2 separate regions of the Rattus norvegicus genome follow, and region 2 is linked to region 1. The links are chromatin contacts, called in public Hi-C maps. All regions are on one chromosome and are shown on one strand. Each heading gives the region's core, a stretch centred on a gene start, on an enhancer-like site or on the middle of the called end of the contact. The rest is flanking DNA. Distances are from core to core; before and after follow the strand shown.

Region 1 (3,705 bases), core at 859-3,358:
TAACCTTTCTTTTTTTTTTTTTTTAACATTTATTTATTTATTATGTATACATCATACAGCTTTCTGCCTGCATGTATGCAACTACAGGCCAGAAGAGGGCATCAGATCTCATTACAGACGGTTGTGAGCCACCATGTGGTTGCTGGGATTTGAACTCAGGACCTCTGGAAGAGCAGTCAGTGCTCTTAACCACTGAGCCATCTCTCCAGCCCGTAGGTAACCTTTCTAATGTAGCCATTTCCACAATATTAACTCTTCCAAGCTAGAAGCACGGAAGGCTTCCTGGTGTGTGATTTCCCATCTCAGTATCTTCACGTTTCCCCTGTGGAGGTGAACTCAGTGTTTTATTGAGAATGTTTGCCCCTGGGTTCACTGTATAAATGTCTTTGTTATATCTTTATCCACTTTGGCATCAGAGCAGAACTAGCTTCATAAAAAAGGTTTGGTATCCTTCCTTCTTCTTCTGTTTTGTGGTCTAATGTGACCATAGTAGAATTTAGAATTAATTCATCTGGGCCTGAAATATTTTAGTTGGAGCTTTCTTTTTTTCTCTCCTCCTCCCCCTCCTCCCCCCCTCCTCCTCCTCCCCATTCCTCCTCCTCCTCTTCCTTCTCCTTCTTGTTTTGAGGCAGGGTTTCTCTGTGTAGTCCCACCTGTCCTAGAACTCACACTGTAGACCAGGCTGGCCTCAAACTCACAGAGATCCACCTGTCTCTGCCTTCACGGTGCTGGGATTAAAGGCATGTGCCACTCTTACCCGGCTGAGTTTCTTTCTTCTTTTCAATTGAACATGTCCTTCTTTTCTGTTAGCTTCAAGGCTGCTTCTGTGTTCTTTAGAGCTTGTTGTTTAGTTGTCAGGGATTTTCTCAGCCTGTTTATATTATGGGAATGTTCTCTTTCTGCTCAAATTATGACATAGTTTTGCTGGGTAAAGTAGTTGTGACTGGCACCTGTCATCTTGCAGAACTTGAAATGTAGCACTCTTAGCCCCCTTGGGTTTTAAAGCATATGCCAAGAAACCGGATGGGTCTGTCTTTATATGTGAGTTGATGGTTTCTCTTGCAGCTTTCTATGTACTTTCTTTGTTTAACTATACTATGGGCCAGGGATGTTATTTTCTGGTCTTATTTCTTTGGTGTCCCATATTCTTTCTGTATCTGGATGGCCATCTTAAAACCTATATTTGGGGGCTGGAGAGATGGCTCAGTTGTTAAGAGTACCCGACTACTCTTCCAGAGATCCTGAGTTCAATTCCCAGCAACCACATGGTGCGCTCACAACCATCTGTAAAGAGATCCGATGCCCTCTTCTGGTGTGTCTGAAGACAGCTACAGTGTACTTATATATAATAAATGAATAAATCTTTAAAAAACCTATATTTGGACAATTATCTGCTATGATTTTGTTGAAAATGTTTTCTATGACATAATTCTCCACTTATGCCCATGGCTTACAGATTTGGTTTTTCATAATGTCCCATAGACCTTGAATGTTCCATTTGTACCTTTTTATTAATTTCTTATGAGAAAATGAGAGATTGAGAAAGAGAAGGGGGGAAGAATGGAGAAATGAGAGAGATGGGAGACAGAAAGGAAATATAGAGGAGAGATATTAAGAGGAGAGAGAGGGGTGGGAGGAGAGAGAGGGGTAGAAAGAGAAAGAGAGAGGAAAGAGAAGAAAGAAAGGGGAAAGGAAGGAGAGATGAGAAGACAGAAAGAGGAGAAGAGAGAGTGGTTGAGAGAGAGAGGAGAGATTGAGAGAGAGGGAGGAGAGGGGAGACAGAGGAAGAGAGTCCTCTTATTGAACAGAAAGCTCTCCATTTCAGCTAGACTGAGCAGCCCAAGCCTCTCAGGCAGATATAACTCAGTTCTGGACTCAGAGGCAGGTAAGTCTACATTCCTGCCCTTGTAGAGTTCTAGAAATCCAAACACAGGCTCTCATGCTTATACAGCAAGCACCTCACTCACGAAAACATGCCACACTCCCACACCCTGAATTAAAAAGAAAAGTTGTTTTTCTTTCAGCGGGAGTGGTTTGCTATGTTCAAGAGGGACTGGGTAGTGGTAGGGTTTAGGCATCCTCCTCCTCCTCTGCTAGCTCGATGTTTGGTACTACAGCCTACTCAGTACTCCTCTCACAGCAGAACACTTGCCAGGATCCCAGATGCCTATCATAGCCCTGGATGTTCCTTTGTGATATTGGATCATAAATGCTGGTCAGGGTGGTTCTTCACGAGCTGTGCTGCAAATGCTATTCCTGCCTGCAGGCTTTCCTTTGGGAGCCTTGATTATAGAAGCAGGTCTGGTCAGTGGGAGGTGCTCTCAGACCCAGTTGCCTATGCTGGTGGCCACACCCCTGGGAAATTCTTCAAAAGGAGTCCAGTTCTGAATCTCAGTCCAGCCCTTGTGAAATCCTTCCTAGTACCTGGTGTGCTGCTTGGAACCTGTGTTTATGTCCCCTGCAGATTCCGGTTTTGATTACATTTCCACGTCTCTGAATACTGCACATTCTGATGCAGTTTCATCCCTATAGTCTAGTGGTGTAATGTTAGCCAGATTTCAGAATACGGACCTACTGCAGTCTGAATTTCCCAACAGTGCGGTTCATACTTGGGAAGGTTCTTATGTCACGGAGCCAGCAAATCGGCAGCTTTGCAGTTGCTGTTTGCTTCTTGAGGCAGAGTCCCCTTCTATAGCCCTGGCTGGCCTGGAACTTGCTATGTAGATTGCTGGCTTTGAACTCATACAGAGATCTGCCTCAGCCGGCATCTTTATGAAGTTGCTACAATCAAAGCTGAGCAGAGTCGTGCACGTCTTTAATCCCAGCACTGAGATTAAAGGCAGATCTCTGTGAGTTCGAGGCCAGCCTGGTCTACAAATCAAGTCCAGGACAGCCAGGACTCTGTTACACAGAAAATCCCAGTAGCCCAAACCCAACCCAACCCAACCCAACCCAACCCAACCCAACCCAACCCAACCCAAACCAAAACAAAACAAATGGAAAAATGTTCCTATGTCTAATTCGTTAAGGCATCTCCACACTGATAGTGACTTATGGGAGCCAGGTGTTATCTCACTATGATTTACACAACTCTGATGATTGATGATGTTGAACGTTTTTTTCCACATATCTGTTTGCCATCTGTATGCCTTCTTTTGAGAAACATCTATTTATGATCTACTTTGTTATACTATCAGACTGTATCTGTCTGTCTATCCATCCATCGATCCATCTATCATCACTCTATCTATCTGTCATTTCTTTTTCTTTTTGCTCACATGACAGATATTTTATTAAGTTTCTTCTACACAGGACAATAAGATCAAATTGTTTAGCAGAAAATGTTCAATTGACAGGACAAATGGGGGGGGGTTGGGGATTTAGCTCAGTGGTAGAGCGCTTGCCTAGCAAGCGCAAGGCCCTGGGTTCAGTCCTCAGCTCCAGGGGAAAAAAAAGAGAGAGGCCAAATGGATCCAAGGAAGATGAAAATTAAATACTTAAATTAATCAAAAGGCACTACGACACCACCTAAAACCCACCACTCAGAGGCTAAGGAAGATTGTGCTGTTACCTGATGTGAATGTTAGCAGTTACATAGCAAGAAGCAAGTCTGTCTTACAGAAGATTTTGTTACAATGATCACCAAGTCCAAGTTATTTGACCAGGAAAAGAGAAGACGGCTGAAGGTGAAGCCAACTGGAAAGG
Region 2 (3,852 bases), core at 777-3,276, 330 kb after region 1:
TTTCATTCTCCGAGCCTATCTTCTGGGTAGTGACTGAACTGGGCACATTGAGAATTGTCACAGGGTGGGTGAGGACCCTCACTTGGATCTGTATTGTTGTGGCAAATGTTCTCCCAGCCTAACACATTCGCAGACAACTCATCCGAGGCTCTTCCTACAGCAGATGAAATGCCAACAGGGTAAGTATCTATCTCGCTCCTCAAATGTCTTTAATGTATATCTTATTTGCTTGTTTGTAAAACTGAGTATTACAAGGACGGTTATGGGATACCAGGTCTAAAACTACCTTGCTGACAAGAAGTGTAATATTCATTTTATGGCCAAACAAAGGTAGGAATAACTTGGTTTTTGGAAAAACCTCTCGTCGTATTTATTATTTAGATTTAGTGACTGACTGGCTTAGCTGGACTGTCAACAGAGCCAAGGAAGAAATAGTAGTCCAAGTATTACATTTAGCAGCCTTTTATCCCGAAAGTTCCAAAAAGAAGCCTTTGAGGGCCACTGCAGAGAGCACACACAACAGTTTTTCAAAGTTTAATTTCGTGAGCTTACTTCACGGCAGCCATACAGCGAGCATGGAATCAAAGGCCCAAAGCACCAAATGTGTGCTTTTAGTGGAAAGCATGGTCAAGAACGTCTTTGAAAATAATTTTTTTCTCCAACTGTTTTTAGCTGCACCTATGGGGGGTTTTTTTTTGTAGCCTGATCTCCATGAGGTCAAGGGACTTTGAAACCCCGACCTTCTCTTAATGTACGCTCTGCTTTAAATGCCTTTCGATTGATTTTCCACATAGCTACTTTTCCAATGTAGCTACTAAATTCTCTGTCTCCTTCCTATTAGTCTAGTTTTTGTGGACAGAGGAAACGAGGTTTGAGAGGGTTTTGTTTTGTTTTGTTTTGTTTTTGCTTTGTTTTGTTTTTTTCTCTTACTAGTGTTGGTTTTAGTCACTTAAGACAAAGAGTTCATCCTCTCTGCTTGTGTCAAAACTCAGCAGAGGGCAAAACTACTTTCTCGAGGGCAATCATTTTAAGTAAAGTTTGATGTATTCACAAGTTTATTTTGAAGCTTGGGGAACTGATTTACCCGTAAAATTACAGAAGAGGCTGGGCAATCCAGCTCTAGGTGAAAGATGAGACCACCAAATTCAAGTTGAAAAGAACAGGCTCACTGCTTGAAACCACCTAGGCACTGAATCTGTTGAAATGTTTGAAGTTTCTCACTAAACGCCCAACCCCCAGTAGTGCCAGGGAGGAGGGAGCTTTCTCCAAGAAGCAGGGACAGTTATGTTACATTGGTGTCCCACTCCAAGAGCACTTGGTCTTAACTCCCATCCAGGGAGCAGTACCTGCCCGGCGGTCTGCAAACGCTTTTGAATGTGCTCCGCTGCCTAGTCTGTTCTCGCAAGAACGCAGGGAAAGAATCCCTTGGTCTCTCTCGCTCTCGAGTTGGAAAGCAAAGGCGACCGCACGCGGTCAAAAGTACAACAGCCCACTATATCTCCCAGCGATTGTCTTACCGGTACAAGAGTGCAGGGGCTTGGGTCGCACCACCAGCGATGGGCACACAGAGTAGAGGGAAAGTTTCTCAAAGTAGTCGCAGGTCTCCTTGGAGAGGATCTCATCGATCATGAAAGTCTTGTAGCGCCTCCTGGCTGCTTTGAGCTGGCCGGGTGAGCTCAGCCTCAGTTCCGCGTGGCAGTGCATGGTGAGCCGGGACCGGAGCCTGGAGACCTGAGCCCCGCTCCTCGGCAGCCAGAGGGGCGGCGGGGCCCGGGGAGGCGCGCGAAACAGAGAGGGCACAGGCGCGCCTGCTGCGTCTACACCCACCCGCCGAGCAGCATCTTTGACTACAGCCTTTTTGGGACACCGCAGCTGTCAATCAGCGCGCACTTCCTGCAGGGCCAGGTGCGGAGCGCGAGCCGAGGGGCGTCGGCTGCTACCCCGCCCCTGCGCGCCCGTGCGGCCGGGGTGCTGACCTGCGCACCCCGGGTCCGACCGCTCTTGCTCGCTGCCTCCCGCCGTCCCGAGAGTCGAGCGCTCGCCGGGCTGGCTCTCTATTTTAAGACACTCGCCTCGGTTCTCCTCTCGCCCTCCCCCAGCTTCAGGTGTGTGTACGGGGTGTGCGCGCGAGCTCGTGTGTGTGCACGCGCAGTACGTCCGGAGCGCACCGCCTTCTCGGGCGGCTCAGGAGTCGGGCCGCCAGTTTTCCAAGCAGCAACGCTCCTCACTGCCCAGCCTAGAGCCAGCTAAAGGGGGCACCGCTCCCGGCTCCCCGCAACCCTGTAGGCAGCTATGTCCACACCTCTGGCCACAAAGCAGTGGCATCTTCAAACAGAATCCCAAGGCTCCAGGCCCCAGAGCACGCGGTTCCGGACGACTACCGAGCCTCTCTTGTTCCCGCGTGGGCCATTTCCTAAAACCACGGCGTCCCCTCTCAATCGGCAGCTCCCAAGCACGCGCTGCACCCGTGCGCTCCCGGGATGGGACTTTTGCGCCAAGGTTGCAAGCTTGACTACCTCCCTAGGACCCCAAATTACAAATGAATTTAGCACACTCCGTTACCCCAATAATAAACTGGAGTAGTAATGTGATGTGTGTGTGTTTAAATTCTGTTCATACAATCGTTCGTTGTTGTTGTTGTTGTTTGTTTGTTTGTTTGTTTGTTTGCTAGAAAGGCAAAACAGCAGGATCGCCACCTGCCCGCGGCCCTTACACAGCCCAAATTCTGGCTTTTGCTAGCGCCCAATCCCGATTTTCATTCCTGGACATAACACACTTTAGCTATTTCGGGATGGTTTCTTCTTAGAGGCTTTCTTCTTTGCGTCCTAATCTCAGAATCAATGTCTGAACGAACTTTGTTCTCAACCACAATCCTTGCGTGAGGTCTGGCTCGCACCTAAATGCCTGGGACAGCTCTTGCGGTCAGTGACTCCCACCGCCGTGGGAATCGAACTCCCTGTGCGCTCCCAGCCCCCAAGACTATGCCCCTGAAGCGGTGTGCGTGAGCTGGAGAGAAAACGGACAGCGGGGATACAGAATTTGGGACACAGACAGCCGACGATGTTTCCTTGATGCTCGCACTGTGGGGCTGATCTGAGTCTCGGGAGTGTTCTGCGTGGCTGCGCACTCTGAGCACGGCTAGCCGCGGAAGCAATTCGGGACGCGCACCTGGGCTGGTGGTTAAACTCGCTAAGGAACAAACTTGCTGAACTAATGATTAAACACCTAAAGAAAATAGGCATTAACAGGCTGAATCATAGTTGAGCGTTTGCCGTGGCCAGCAGCTCATATTGACGATCTTTATTTCCCATGTGTCTGCTTCTGCCTGATTTCTCTTCCCTGCTTAACTCTTGGGGTCGCTTTTATTTCTTCTGTTCCAGCACAGGCGGGCCAGCACTGCAGCTAGATACCGTAGTGGCGGTGTGCTCCTTGCTTTTATCCCTGGACTCTGTGCCCTATCTGCAGAGGAGGATGGAAGGCCTAGGACCTGTCCCTGATCAGTCTGGGCGCTGCCATCGCTCGCCTCGACCCGCTGCGCAAGGAGCGGGGACCAGGAACCCGGGCGCAACACTGGCTGCCATGGCAATCCTGGGGAGCTCTCTTGAGTCACCAGGACAGTGCCGCGCTTTTAAGCAGCTACGAAGAAACTAAATGCTTGGCGGGATTGACAGAGGCAACGGCGAGACCGGCTTGTAGTGCTCGGAGCCCGGCGTCTGAATGGCCTCAGGGAAGAGCTTGACTGTGCCGCCGCGCTTAGGCTAGCAGGCTCCGCAGCGGTCGCACGGAAGGCGTGCGCTCTGGGTCACTCTGAGGGGAACCCTGTCTCTGTACAGCACTCCTGTCCTTCAGCCT

The links. Hi-C and Micro-C count contacts between places; a contact is called where the count stands out from the background.
Region 2: a Hi-C map of prefrontal cortex shows a contact between it and region 1, with 4 times the contacts expected there. The contact joins the promoter of Barx2 here to the enhancer-like site in region 1. A contact is called at or near these places in 12 of 12 Hi-C or Micro-C datasets (the A7r5 cell line, the Rat2 cell line, Schwann cells and 7 more) and 1 of 1 datasets of contacts at active chromatin or transcription factors (oligodendrocytes).

Annotation. Positions count from the first base shown.
Region 1 is chr8:38,243,938-38,247,642 of GRCr8, forward strand. No RefSeq gene overlaps it. Among named protein-coding and RNA genes, the nearest start is that of Tmem45b, 77 kb to the left of the region's middle. Within about 2 kb of position 2,109, at least 7 of the 93 cell types and tissues checked have an H3K27ac peak or open chromatin away from gene starts, as enhancers often do. A contact at or near this core is called in prefrontal cortex, where this site is marked.
Region 2 is chr8:38,574,952-38,578,803 of GRCr8, forward strand. Barx2 (BARX homeobox 2) reads right to left here and starts at 2,027. Exons shown (of 4, transcript NM_001427453.1): 1 at 1,518-2,027. The coding sequence starts at 1,704.